2 separate regions of the Gossypium hirsutum genome follow, and region 2 is linked to region 1. Evidence: chromatin contacts called from public Hi-C data. All regions are on one chromosome and are shown on one strand. Each heading gives the region's core, a stretch centred on a gene start, on an enhancer-like site or on the middle of the called end of the contact. The rest is flanking DNA. Distances are from core to core; before and after follow the strand shown. Region 1 holds the start of LOC107957200 (transcription factor BIM2). Region 2 holds the start of LOC107957203.

Region 1 (7,752 bases), core at 3,568-6,067:
GATTGGCCATGTGACCTAATTCAGAAAGTTACACGAGGTAGGACACAGCCTAAAACATGGGCATGTTAAAAGGGTCACATGGGGCATGTCCCTTGACCACACAGGCGTGTGTGCCCTACACCAAGAAAAAATTTTGGAGTTTTGCAAAAAAAAAGTTCTCTAAGTTCTCGACTTAGTCCTGACTTATTTTTAATGCTTAAATTGGGCCGCGAAGGTCTATTCAAGGGACGACATGATTAATTTCTATTATGAATAATAAATGACATGAATTATGTGTAATTTTTCTTTGAATTCCAGTAATGCTTCGTAACCATGTTTTGGTGACGGAAACGAGTTAGGGGTATTACATTTTATTTGTTGAGAAAATTGACAACCAACCATTGAATAACATGAAAATTTTGCAAGCCTCTTATTTATTAGCCAATAGATATACCTAAGCAACCCGGGAGAAATCATCAACAAATGTAAAAAAATAACCCCAATAAATCACAATGAACTAACTCAAAAAAAACGAGTAGCTTTCTGTTTACTAATTGGAAAGTTATTTCTAGTCTACTTAGCACGATGACAAATTTTACATGTTTTATTCAGATGGTCTCTAGAGTTACTAACATAAGGAAATAACTTTACTACTTTCTCGAAAGGATGACCTAATCTTCTATACCAAAGTTCCAAAGAGGATGAAGCTTCAACTGAAACCGCTTTAACCGTCGAAACCTGCCAGAAGTAGTAAAGTCCATCCCGTCTCTCACCCACTCCAATCAGCTCCATAAAATGAAGATCATAAATAGCACATATGTTAGTAGAAAATTGGACAAATAGTTCATATCATCATTCATTTGGGAAACCGAAATTAAATTGCAATTTAATTTAATAACGTAAAGAACATGTTTTAAGTCAATTTTTTCCATCAATTTAATCATTGGGTAGCCACCTCTATTTGGCCATCAAGGAGTCCTACGAAACATGCTACAACATCTCTCACATTCATCAAACACAGAAGATCAACCGTAACATGATTTGAACACCTCATATCAATAATCCAATTATTCTTGGACTTACCATTCAACCGAGTGATAATTGATTGTTTATTACCAAACATCACCAGAAGAGACTGTCATTGCTTAGCAGTAAAATCAAGAAGTGTCGCCTCCCCTGGTGGTGGTGGTAGAGGAGGAAAAGGCTCGCCACCAACCATTTAGAATGATGAAAAAAGAAAGAAAATTTTCAAAAACCTTACTTATATGCCATAACAAGAACAGGGTAATCTCGAGTTTTATTAATAGACGTCAAGGGTATATATACCTATACAATAGTAGTTACGTAGGAATCAAATAGCTAAAAGATAATAGCACATAATAATATCCTCTAATATCCCATTAGGAATCAAATTGCTAAAAGAAAATGTCCTATTAAGAATCAAATTTCTAAAAGATAATATCTCATAATAATATCCTAAGAGGAGGTAACCTATCCGGATTGGGTCTCCAATGTAGACTTAGTACCCAAGTTTGCCAATAGGTGGAGGATGTGTGTAGATTTTACCAGCTGAATAAACCATGCCCAAAAGACAGCTTCCCGCTCCCATCTATAGACTGATTAGACGCCTCCGCGGGCCACCAATATATGAGCTTCATAGACGCCTTTTCAAGATATAACTAGATATTTGTAGCAGCAAAGGATTAAGAGAAAAAGAATTCCGTAACCAAAGATTGGTTGTTTTGTTCTAAAATGATGCTTTTTGGTCTCAAGAATGTGGAGACTACATACCAATGGTTGGTGAATAAGTTGTTTCAAAACTAGATAGGGAGATGTATGGAGAAGTACATTTATGACATGCTAGTCAATAACGATTCTATAAAGCAACATATAAATGTACAGTTTCTGTATGGTTGTGCAAGTTGGTTAGGTGGTTACATCTTGGGAGTCTTGCTTTGACATTCTCACGCTTAGGGTTATATGAGGTGGTTTCACCTTGGTTGTCCCAACGAATGGTGGGTAGTGGATTGTCTATATGTCAACTCCAACAAGGTTTGTAGAGGGTCACCTACAGATCATTCCATGTGAAGGGTTGCTCGTGGACTGTTCATTGAAGGTTGCTTGCGAACCATTCTCTATGGAAGGTCATCTATGAACTGTCCAATAACTTGCCATGTGTCGTGCTTTAGTATGGGTATAACATTAATTAAAAACATAAAATTAAATATGTCTGAATCAATAATAACCAAGTTCCTAAAAAATATCATTTTTTCACAAATGAGTACCTAAATCATTTTTCACATCTTGGTATTTAAATTTTTTTGTCACAAATGCTACCTAAACTACTATTTTTTCCCAAGTTGGTACCTTAGTTAGTCAAACTATTAAGTCTATTTAAAAAAAAGTCTTAAGCCATGTTATTTTTCTTGTTTTGGTACCTAAACTATGTTATTTTTTTCATTTGAGTACATAAATTTTTTTTTTGTCATAAGTAGTACCTAAACTACTTTTTTTCCCCAAGTTCGTACCTTTGTTAGTTCAACCATTAGTCAAAATTTTAAGTCTATTTTAAAAAAAAAAAGGAAAAAGATAACCAATTAGCAACAAAAAAAATAAAACTATTTTTTCTCTCTCTCTATATATTTCTTTTTACTTTATTCTTTTTATTTCTTCTTCCTCTCATCTTAGGTTTCATGGTTTTGATTAAGATTTTCAAAATCGAACTGATGGTCGAACTGATTAGGTCATTAGTTCTCGGTTTGATAGGTTCGTTTGACTCGATCAAATAAATTACAAAAAATTCATCAAAATAAAAATAAAAATAAAAATAAAAAATAATTTAAAAATAGAATGAACTAATTCAACCGGTCTATATTGGTTCGTAGGTCAATCAATTCAACTTCTATCTTCGAATTAGTACCTCAACTATTCCCGATCCATCTAATCTGAACAGCCAGTTTGGTTTTAAAAACATTGGTTTTTATCCATGAAAGAACATTTTCAATCACGTTAGGTCAATCAAGCAAGCGATAAAGTTCGATAATAAAATTAAATGCCAAAGTCTCAACCTCGAGAGAGAGCGAATTTCGAGCATTGGTAGCATTGTCAAACATTATAAAAAATAAAAAAAAAAGAAAATATATAAAAAATAAAGAGAGAAAAATAATGTAAAATAATATAAAAGAATTAAAAAATTATCTTTTTTAAAGTTTATATGACATGAAAGTTTATTATTGGATAGATTTTTTTAAATGAATATAACATTTTGGTGTAAAATGAGTTACGGAAGAATAGTTTTGGTATTACTTGTGACAAAAAAAAAATTAGGAACTAATTTAGGAAAAATGTTATAGTTTAGGAATTAATTTGTGGGTTAAGTCTTTTTTAAATATATATATTAAAATGTGTCTTAGGTCTTTGTACTATTCACAAATTTAGAATTTAGTTTTTATACTTTTATTTCAAGGATTTTAATTTTTTATTTTATTTTTATACTTTTATTTCAAGGATTTTAATTTTTTTACTTTCAGATTTCAAAATTTATGTCCACTTGTTAATACTATTTTTTTGTTAAATTGGTTGATGTCTTTTTACTTCTATTTTTTTGTTAACTTTTTCAATTTATGTCCTTTTATTTTTCTTTTTTTTGCTAAAATTAATAGTATTAACTTTTTCAATGTTAATAGTTTAACTTTTAAAATTTGAAAAGTAGATGGACTAAGTTCCTAAAAATAAATGAACATAAATTAAATTCCAAATTTGTGAAGATTATAAAGGCCTTGTTTGTCAATTGGCTAGTTGTTGATTGCAGTGACTAGTTTGACCAACTCATTCTATTAAATATTTATTTAAAAGTGTTTAGTAAAACTTAGCTGATAGCTGGAAGTTTATATACGTAAAATAACAAATAAGGGCATTACACATTTTATTTTTAAGTATTTATTTGTTTATAATATTTTAGTTTAAAACATCCATTATAGAAATCTATTAGTGAATATTTTTAAATAAACAAAATTCTTAAATTCCTTATTTGCGAATATTAAGCTTATCGAAATTGATAAATATTAATAGTATATAAATATACTTGTAAACTATATTTTCAGTGATAATTATGTCATGTTCTTAATATGTAAATTAGTGATAATTATGTCACACTTTTGAATAAATTTGTCAAGTAGCATATTTCATAAATTTGTAATTTTTAAGTAAGCATGATCAGATAGATCTTTCTACATATCTCATTCCCAATTAACTGTGAAAAAAGCTGGACATCTCAATTTTTTTTTATTTTGGAGGTCTTAGCTTAACAAACTCTTACAAACCTCCATTTACCAAACACTACAACAAGATAATTTGACTACTCAATCCTCTATTTGTGCACAAATCAACTACAAAAGCTCAAAACTAAATTTACCCAACACCCTCGTAGACTTATAACATATTTTTACTTTTTTAAAAAAAGATTTAACTAATAAAGGCATCAATTTAAAAAAAAATTAGATACATTTTAATAATAAAATTAAATACCAATCACGAGGAATGAAATGATGATTGCTCACATCATTTCTTAATAATAAAATTTAGAAATTTAATAAAAACATTTTATAATTAATTATTTACCTCTTTAAAAAATACCTGAAACCATAATTATTTATTATCATGGGCGATGAACTATAATGATTTCCAAAATAAATAAAAAAACCATTTAAATATCAAAAGAAAAGAATTATAATTTAGATACTAATATGTGAGTTAAGTAAAAAAAAGAAAAACAAATCAAATATCTTACATTCGGCTCAATTACTACAAATAATTATCCTATATTTATCTCCGGGCAGTAGTACAAAATTTAATGCCCAATTGAAGTAAGCCTCACGGGACATCCATGAACTCATCCACATCACATTTCTTTCTCCACTGCTGTTCTCGCCGGGAACCAACCAACCAAGAAACCCCATTTTTTCCCCCTTCCCATTCTCTCCAATTCCTTCACTTTTTCTATCAAACCATTCAATCATCCTTCTTTTTCGATCTCCCCATTTTTGGGTTATTATTTTTTTTCATAATATTTTTGGTCCTTTGTTTTTGTCATCCGGAGAAGGAAAATAAATGAGAACAGGAAAGCAAAGTCAAGAGGAAGAAGAGTACGAGGACGAAGAGTTTGGTTCCAAAAAACAAGGCTCATCTTCTAATCAAATTATGTCCGGAAACGCCATTAACAACTCCAACAAAGGTAATATTAATTTGGATCCCACCCTTTACCCCCCCCCCAAAAAAAAAAAACCCAGATCGCCTCCTTTCCTTTTCTTCTCTATTATCACTGTTTTTTCTAGAAGATTAAAGATTTTTTGTTAATGGGTTTTGTTGAATTTTGAAATCTGTGTATTCTTTGATACCTGATTTCTGGGTTTGTTTTGTATTTACATTTTTTTTCTGGTTATTTGGAAGCAGGTGGGAAGAACAGTGATAAGGCTAATGCTATACGATCGAAACACTCGGTTACCGAGCAGAGGAGGAGGAGCAAGATTAATGAAAGGTATCTTCTTTTCATTTCTTCCAGTTTGAATTTCATTGTATTTTTTAAACTGGAAGTTTTTAGTCATACCCTTTAAGTAATTCTACATTTATCGAGTTAAAAGTCATAAATTGCATGTAAATGGCTTGGGATAGGCTGACTAACTTTATTAGCTTTGGTTTACTTTGTGGAAATTTTGATGATTGAAAAGAAAGTGGATTATCTAGTTAACAAACTGAACATTTGTCAAAGACTGCGGTATGAACTGATTTAAAAGAACGGTCGAGTTTAGTTTATAAAGTGTTTTAACTTGAAATGGCACCAGAAATTAACATGCTATTGGTTATGTGATGGTGAGAAACGATAGTGGATTGAAGAGTGTTTGCTTGTTCCTTTCCTTGCTATGAATTTAAGTACTTGTTGTATGTAAAAGGCTTGGAATCGGAATTTAAATGTTGTCGAATTACTGCAGCTTTATTATGGATTCAAGAGAGGTTGTGAATCGATGATGCTCGCTTTACTAAGTGAATAGTAATACTGATAAGCTTTCTGATGCCTTTTAGGTTTCAAGTATTGAGAGATATAATTCCGAACACCGATCAAAAAAGAGATACGGCTTCATTCCTGCTAGAGGTAGATTGTGAATCTGGGAAATCCTAAACTTTCAAATATTTTATGCACGTCCAATATCGTTGATTTTGCATCAAAAACTTCCGTTTACTTCATTAAGACTATTCTGCTTGAAAATCTTGTCAGATATCAGATCAATGTTCTTTTGCAGGTGATAGAGTATGTCCAATATTTACAGGAGAAGGTTAAAAAATATGAGGGTTCATACCAGGAATGGAATTCTGAGCCCGCAAAATTAATGCCATGGGTAGGATCTTCTATGCTTTCTATCTACGGGGTTTAGCAGTTAATTTGCAGTTTAAAACTATGTTGTCCGGACTCAGGTTTCTCAGATACTAGTATGGGTATGTTTGATGTGCATGATATTTTACTGGGCTAATTACTTATGGGGAATTCGATTTAGCTTGTTAATGATGTACATGATATTTGACTGGGCTTAACACTGGATTTTTCTTTTACATCCATTTAATCTCGGGACTAGCATATTATTTATTTTCAAAGTGTTAATTGCTTGTGTTAGTAAGTTACATGGTATTGAAGATTTTGCTTACTTTATTGTAGAGAAATAGTCACTGGCGTGTTCAGAGTTTTGTCGGTCAACAACAAGCTGTTAAAAATGGTTCTGATCCGGGGTCAGCATTTGCCGGGAAGTTCAATGAGAATAACATCAATATCAATCCCACGGTGATCGCAAGTGCACAAAATCCTGTAGAATCTGATCCTGTCAGAGACACTATGTCCAAAGCTATGGATCAGCAACCAGAGTTGGGAAGCAGGGGAATGCCTCTTCCCATCCGAGGTGATAATATGCTTGTGCATCCCCTTCAGAGACCAGTCTCTGAGGCTCAACCGACTGAGTGCTTTATTGGCAATGATACAGTGAACCAACAGGAAGATCTGACTATTGAAGGAGGAACAATTAACATCTCGAGTGTCTACTCCGAAGGGTATGGGATTTCCCGCCCACTTGCAAACTTTTACATCACTGCTCATGTTGATGAATATAATATGAATTGTTCTGATAGTTTACATCAGCAATAGTTGTTCCACATACAGCAATGGCTTCTATAACATTTGAGGCCCAAACGCTTATCATATGGATCTTTTTGCCATTGTTTGGGGATAGGATATAATACTTTCCAGCTTAAAATCGCGTTAGGTTTAGGGTGCTGAAGTATAAATTGATAATGTTTATGGATTCTGGTTTTGACCAGGTTATTGAACTCTCTGACACAAGCACTGCAGAGTGCGGGTTTGGATCTGTCACAGGCCAACATCGCTGTTCAGATCGATCTCGGAAAGCATGCTAATAGAGGACTAACATCAGGAACATCGGCTAAGGTATGACTGAAACAAAAGATCTTGGCCACTTCATGTTGGTTGATCTCCGTTATAGGGTTTTCTAGAGAAATTAGTCAAGATACAGAGCAAAATCGTTTTCAATATTTTGACAGGATCCACAGAGTGCCCCATTTCAGGCAATGACCCATCATAGAGATGTGAGCAACGGAGAGGAATCCGATCATGCTCAAAAGCGGATGAAGAAATGAGATGAGCAAGTTGAGAATTTTTGGCTTCTGTTGGGTTATTCCTTGTGTCATTTTTTAAGCTTCATTTGGTTAATGTAT
Region 2 (7,752 bases), core at 2,077-4,576, 220 kb before region 1:
CTGAAATCATCGCCAAACAAACCACCAAAGTTTGGCGAAAAATATAGTTCTATGGAAATACCTACCTGACCAAGCATGGCTGCCTCAGCTTCAATACCACCAACTCCCCAGCCAGCTACTCCAAGACCATCTATCATAGTTGTATGGGAATCAGTTCCAACCACGCTATCAGGGTAAAGCACGCCGTTGGTGTTGAAAACAACTCGTCCAAGATATTCCAGATTAACCTAAAATTTTACAGTGTCAGCTCAATTTGCCACCATATTTACATGGATTAACTGTCTATGAAAAATTCAAATTAGTGAAAAATGTAAGCTTATTTGTTCATTACTTTTCATTAGTTGGTAAAAACTTTTCTGCACATAGATCATTAAGGATATGTCGACTATTATGTTAAGAAGTGTCGATTGCACTTTGCACTCTGTTTCCATATCACATACCTGATGCACAATACCAGAACCGGGAGGAACAACAAGCATATTATGGAAGGCAGTAGATCCCCATTTAAGGAAAGAAAACCTTTCCTTGTTCCTCTGAAACTCAAGTTCCATGTTTGCTTGCACTGCATTTTCTGATCTTGTTACATCAACTTGAACTGAATGATCAATGACAAGATCTACCGGAACCTGAATATTTTCAGCAACACACCGTGAGGATAGAGCAAACAATAACTTTATTGCACAATAGCCAGGCATGTTGTAACAGGACCTGTGGCATTTGAAAGCTCATGTTTTTGAACTGATATCAAATAGAAAATTCTACATGACTTCCCATAAATCATCCAGAGCAGCCAACAGGATCAAAAATTGAAAAGAAAGATATCTCACATAGAGAATGCATGACAAATGGTGGTTGAAGATGATTTTGTACTAACTATGACATTAATATGACATGGAGAACATTTCTCAAGATCCACAACCTTATTAAGGCAAAAATATGAAAATATTGCAATCTTAAACTATGGCATCTAGAAACCATCCATCCCTCCAAAAATAATAAATGTTTGAAGATACTCCAGAACTCTCATCACAGTAAATATTCATGTAATTGATGTAAACAAACGCACCAAAGGATTAATCTTGTTTGTATCACTGCCAAGCTTGTGCATAGCATCACGCATACAAGCAAGGTCGACCACAGCAGGCACTCCAGTGAAATCCTAGCCAAACAAAAAGGGAAAGAAAGGAAAAGAATGATTTAAGATAAACAAAGCATCAATTGTTTCTTTTGGTAAAGATGTGCATTTATGCACATACAGACATAAACTAGGCTTATCAAATACCTGCAAGAGCACACGAGCTGGCTTGAAGGGGATTTCTACTTGCTTGGGTGATGTATTTTGCCAATCAATAATTTTCTCAACATCCTCCTTCTTGACTTGGAAGTTGTCACAGTTACGAACCGCAGATTCAAGCAGGATTCTGATAGAGTAGGGCAGTTTATCTATTATATATAGAACAGAAACAAGGAATAGATATGATCAATCACACAATGATACTGGAGACAGGCATGAAGTAATACATCAAATTCATCAAGAGAATAGATATAAATTTAATTTCCATGAGAAAATTTACCAATCCTCGGATCATTCAGGGCAGGCAAGCTATAGAACTTTCCAAACTCGCCACCACCTGGCTTTGGAAGACTGGTCAGGACTGCCTTAAAAGGATGTTCAGCAGCTGAAAATCATAAAAATAGATGAGCGATCAAATTTATCACCAGATAGTTTTTCAGTTTAGTTATCAACTTCAACATACTTCACATGATTAAAATCTCGAGGGAAAAAAAAACAGCTATATACATATATAGGTATCCTCACAAACATAACAATCTTTATACTGATTTCATAATACAATTCATCCCTTTTATCATGTAATTAATAATGAAATATTAGTTAAATTGAATCCGATGAATAAAATTTTAAATCTGAGGCTTATCATTAATTGGACCCGATCAAGCAACCTAAGATTTTGACTGAGAGTCTGAGACCTTAAACTAATCTAAACTACATCAGTAAATAAAATGTTGAATTTAAGATCGGATAAAAAAAATCCATCAAAATAAACAAAGCTATATAGCAGTACCCATAGTGGAAAACTTCCTCTCAAGCCGTTCGATGACTGGATTAACAGCTCTGACCTGAGCACGAAGGCTAAAAGGAGATCTCCAATCGAGACGGTGGCTCCATCGCGGAGAGCAATGGAAGGAACGAACGGCGGCGGAGGCAAGAGATCGTTGGTGATTGAGAAGCGAAGGAGAGCTTGGACTGAGATTCCGAAACGAAGAATGAAAGAACCGAGTTCGAGAGTATGAAGACGCTGCCCTTAAGAGAGAGGAAGAAGCTGAAGATGAGACCGCCATCAAAGATCGCAGGAGTTAACGTAAAAAAAAATGGCAGTAACCAGTTAGCAGAAGAAATTCATGTCCAAGTTCTGGCTCTTTTTTCTTTTTGAGAAAGGCGTGTGGAGAGTGAGCGCAGCTGATTACCTAGCGTTTAAATTAGAGATTTGTATCCAATGACTATTCCAGTTCTGGTAAAAAGAAAATTGTTATATTTATCACTATTTATTATCGACCAATCATTTTTTTTAATTCACTAATTTGTTTAATTTAATTTATTTCTTTAAAATTAATTATTATCACTTTGATACCGTCTATTTTTCCCATCATGAAACAAAAGCCATGTGATGTAGGGATCAGATGGGAGTTGCTGTGTGACGCTGGTCTGTGCAAATTTGTATCGAATGTTAGGAAGCTTTTGAACTTTCGCAAAGGAGATGTCAAATCAACGGTTACGATTTGCCAGGAGAATGGATTCGTTATAGAAAAGAAATATCTACTTCGCAAATTGGGTTATGACTTTTTCTTGTGGGGACAAGCACACGTTGACGTCTACTATTCCTTTACCTTTTATTATTTCATTTTTAATTTTTAGGCTAAATTCAGTCACCCACCTAGTTACTATACTTTAAAATTTATGATATTTTAATTACTAATCCGTTAATTACGGTGTATTAAAAAACTGAGGTAGCATCTTATATCATCTTTTTAGATGAAAATATTAGGCCAATTTTGTATACCTATTACTTATATTTTTCTTTTTGAATAATTTAGGCTTCGTTTTTTTTTAAATATTTCCTATTTACATTTTTTATTTCTATTTTTAAAAAAATTTAAAAGCACATTTGATAAATAGAAACAAAAATTTGTTTTTACTAATGAAAACATGTTTGATAACTATTTTTCTACAATAAAAAAAATGAGAAATAAAATAAAAAAAATTACATTTATATAGATTCAAACTAAGATATCATATTTAATATTTGAAAACTGTTAAAAGAAAAATGAAAGCAACTTTTTATTATTTTCTAATTGTTCACATATTTTATTTCCATTTTTCAAAAATCATTCTTAAAATTTTCAACACTTTTCTTCAATGCTTTCCATTCTCTAATAAATCGAAAATAAATTTGGTTTATTTTTCCTCAAACCAAATGGAGCCTTAATTCCTTAAATTTTTTTCTTTTAACTTTATTTTTATTTTTCCTTTTTGTTTACTTCTCCATATTTCTTCTTCTTCTTTTCTAGCAGCTCTTTTGGTTGTTGATTCATCCTTCAAGGAATTTGGGGCATGGGTTTGTAATTTTTTCCATGGTTTTAAGTAATTTCAAATGGGTTTTGTTAATGTCAATTTTATTTACCAGGCACTGCAACGTTATTTGCAACATGGAGAATAACTGGCAATAGACTAAAGCTTGTTTTATGTATTGGTATTTTTTTTTACCCAAATTAGTTGTACATTTGTTGAACGGATCTTGAGTTTTTTTCAACCACCCATTAGCAAAGCTTAAATGTGCAAGAATCAAACTAAGCAAGGATAGAATTGAGTACTTTCAATACAATTCAAGTTATCATGTGGAGATACTCTAACAGCATGTTTGGTTGGGAGGCTTAAGAATAGATTCCAGCCAATTCGGCGGGCTCATCACCAAACATTAGTTTGGTTGGCTGTAATGCTATTACAGCCCGAATCTATTCATCGCGTATTACAGGGAAAATGTTGAATAGCCATTCCGTTCCCACACCATTGAATAGCCATTCTTTCCCGTGTGAAGTAAAATTTTTTCCCCCTTTTCAAATTTTGCCCTCACCTATAACAGAGAATGAAGAAGCACTAGAACCATCATCTTCTCCCTCAGTTCACAGGTAACTTTCTTTTTTTCTCATCTTTATGTTTCCCGTTTTCCCTTTGATTGCAGAAAATACCTAGGTCAATATATTCTTCGTTCCTTCTTTTTTTTTCTTCACCTTTTAAGCCAATAAACCCTTTGGTTGCAGAGTTGCAACACTTTTTTTTTTAGCTTTTTCACTGCATTTTTGATTTTCCCTCTATGAACTTTTTGGTAGTTAGAGTCATCAAAAAGGAATCAAGAGATATCGGAATGGAGAAATCTAGGACTTCGAGGACGAAGTGGTGGTGGCAGCGTCGACGGTAATTTCACTCCCTCTCTCTGAATTTTTTTCTATTTATTGTTATTTTTAAGCTTAGGGTTCTCATCTTTATTTTTCTTAGTTGGAAGCCAAAGACAATAAACTTTTCATGCATTTAACAGAAATAGTTTCATATTCGAATAATTAAAGCACGAAGATTAACATTTTGTGAAGAAAAAAAAAACAAAGGCAGTATTTTGCTTTTATTAGCAGCATGATTATGTGAAAATATTGAAGTTGTCTCTTCATTAGAAACTTCTACAGAACTAGTGAAAAAGAGGATTAGATAGTACATGGAATGCATTTTGATATTTGATTGTGGTTACATGAATTATCATTCATTTGGGGATCATCTTCAGGAAGATCTTCCCAGCTTGTGAAAGCATGTGTGTGTGCTGTCCTGCTTTGAGGTCAAGATCTCGCCAACCTGTTAAGCATTACAAGAAATTATTGTCTGAAATATTCCCCAAGTCTCCTGTGAGTATCTACTCTTTTCTTTTTCTTCTTTTTGGATTATACATTTTGGTAATGGTGGTCTTGGTGAAACTAGAGATGAAATCTTTATACATATTTGGGTTTTTGGTGATGGCTATTTAAGTTAGCTTGCTTTTGAGTACTTTAATTTTTAATGTAAGGATATCAATAAGGAATATTTGATCCTGCAATATGCCAATAATGTCTACTAGAGTTTTTCTTTTTGAATCGGCGCTAGATTGTTACTGTGATTGTGGCTATTCAGTTGGTTACTCGAACTCACCTGTGAGTGTCGGATACAAGTATGTGTCCTGTAAGGATATGTTCAATTTTGACATAAGTTATTCATGTATTTGGAGATTCATATCCTACACTCATATTAATGCAAAATGAAGAATTAAGCTACATAGCTGCCTAGAGTTCTCGGCTTTGACTCTAATGCCATTTGAGTATTGTAATTTCACAAATAGAATAAAAATACACTCCTCTATAGTTGGTTTTTATACTTTAAAAGAAAAAAAAGTTATTCTTTGGTTGGATCTTGGAAGTAACTAGAGATTAAACAAAATTGTTAGATGCAGTTAATTAACAATTCAGTTGGTGCATTTCTGAAGAGTCATTGTTCATTTTCTGTTAGTCCATGCCATTGTTTTAGATGTCAATTTTCTATACATTACAGAAACTGTGGCCAGGGAAACATTAGATCAAGTTATGGCACATGCACTTTCAAAATCTGGTTTTAATCAATCTGCAGCATACATTTCATGTCTTCTTTTTGCAATGGCATTTTAAGGATGCCTTTTTTTTTTCTTATTCCTAGAATGCTTACAAGTTATGACTCTTTTGGTGTACCAGAATACTGTGAGAAATATGTCAAGCCTAAAAATGTTGTAGGAGCAGAAGAAGTGAAGTCAAGTGACGAAAAACTGAGTGAAGATGAATATGCTGCCTCGGATGATGAGGAAATCGCCGGAAAATAGATCTTTAGGCACATATTATGCCCTGCATACTCACTACGAAAATTGTCTTGTGTTGTACATGATGTTCAGCTCCAGGAAAATTCGAACACGACAAAACCGGGGAATATTTGGAAAAATTCCTACTTACCCCTTTTTGTCATTACTTTCCGTGGATGTTTGTGTAAATTAATCCATTGTTGTTCAATAATTCAAATATTTATCCACTGCTGAGACTTTAAAAAGCAATTCTCCTATATGCTCCTACTCCTTATGTGCCTGCATCAATTATACTACCGTTTATTATGCTTTGTTAGTGTTATTTATACATTGGTTGATCTAACTTTGGTGATGACTTATTTGGCTGCCAATGGAATTTATATCTCCCATATCTCCAACACTTTATGGTGGAATCCATTTTGCATGGCTTTTGATTTGGTCTACAATTTTTTGGTTGGCTAGGGTAGTCTCATAGAGAAGTTAAAAAATGAGTTTGTTTGGTGTATAAATGTTTGATATTTTTCATATATATAAAAATGAGAATAATTATTGCTTTTGGATCAATATTTGTAATTTTGGCAACTCCGATCCTATGAGATTATGTTATGATTTTTATCAATTCATATTTTAATAAAAATTATATTAAGATGATTATTAAATTATATGTTTTTATTTTTATTTAATTATATTTAGTAATAATTATATTAAAACATAATTAAATTATTTACTATTTTAATAATAATCTTAGTAAAATTTAATAACAATAATTATGTACTTAAAAAAATCTGTTAGGGGTATTCTGGTCATTTTAACTTTTTTTCTTATACTATTACAACATCATTCTATTCAACCAAACACAAGAATACCATTACAGTTCTATTTCATTCCATTTAACCAAATAATTAAATTACTGATTACAGTTCTATTTCATTACAGCGAACCAAACGTACCGTAAAGATGTTTACATGTGGCTATTTTGGTGGAATATGTGATTATAATTATTTGTAACTTAACAAGATTTTTTTAACTCTTCTTTAGGCTAGAAGTATATATTAGGGGTTTTTATACAAATAATACTAAAAAATAATTAAATAAAAAAATGGTATGGGAAATAAATTAATTACAAAATAAGATTTTTTTTATAGTACATTTCAATGCCACTTGACTAATTGACTACACCTCTTAATTTTTTCCTAGTCATCATGCAATCATATTATTTAAAAAATAATTTTTTTTAGTATTGTCAATTGACTGAGTGACAACTTGATATATGTTCTTTAAAAATACATATTTTTTCATAGGTATACACGGCAACGCTTTAATTTTTTTTTAAATGGCTTGTCAAAAAGGAAAAAATAAAAAGTTAAAAGAAAAGGGTTGGTTAAGTTGGGGAGCCTGTGACCGAGATCATATCAACAATAGAGTCAAAGTAAAAAGTAAAAGAAAAATAAAGATATATTTAAAATTTATTTATTTTTCTATACTCTTATACATCAATTGTTGCAGTTGTTGAGTCAAAGTTGTACTCAAAAATCAATTCATTCAATCTCCATTTATTGATTCTATTCAAACAAAATATCAAAGCCACTAAGATCATGTTTTCAAATTACTTAATTTAAATTCGAAACAAATAAATCAACAAATCCATTTAAATTTGTTCTTATACGTAGGACAATTTTCAAAATTAGAATGGCTAAAATTTCTCAATAAATAAAATTTCAAATTTGATAAAAAAATATGCGGAAAATATAAAATTATTCTTTTTTAGGGAATGTTGAATTTGAGTATATATATATATACTAGTTTCTTTATCTCATGTATTAGTTGTATG

What was found. A called contact is a pair of places that touch in the nucleus more often than the background predicts.
Region 2: a Hi-C map of leaf shows a contact between it and region 1, with 1.8 times the contacts expected there. The contact joins the promoter of LOC107957203 here to the promoter of LOC107957200 in region 1. A contact is called at or near these places in 2 of 34 Hi-C or Micro-C datasets (callus and leaf).

Annotation. Positions count from the first base shown.
Region 1 is chrA05:45,910,236-45,917,987 of Gossypium_hirsutum_v2.1, reverse strand. It overlaps LOC107957200 (transcription factor BIM2), which reads left to right and starts at 4,817. Exons shown (of 7, transcript XM_041112453.1): 1 at 4,817-5,212; 2 at 5,431-5,515; 3 at 6,058-6,127; 4 at 6,276-6,371; 5 at 6,686-7,071; 6 at 7,339-7,465; 7 at 7,579-7,752. The coding sequence starts at 5,089. The coding sequence ends at 7,674.
Region 2 is chrA05:46,127,759-46,135,510 of Gossypium_hirsutum_v2.1, reverse strand. It overlaps LOC107957203, which reads left to right and starts at 3,326. Exons shown (of 4, transcript XR_001700386.2): 1 at 3,326-4,206; 2 at 4,408-4,492; 3 at 4,851-4,968; 4 at 5,821-6,178. It overlaps LOC107957204 (aconitate hydratase, cytoplasmic), which reads right to left and starts at 2,531. Exons shown (of 20, transcript XM_016892659.2): 1 at 2,085-2,531; 2 at 1,575-1,679; 3 at 1,283-1,443; 4 at 1,067-1,159; 5 at 441-626; 6 at 66-227. The coding sequence starts at 2,361.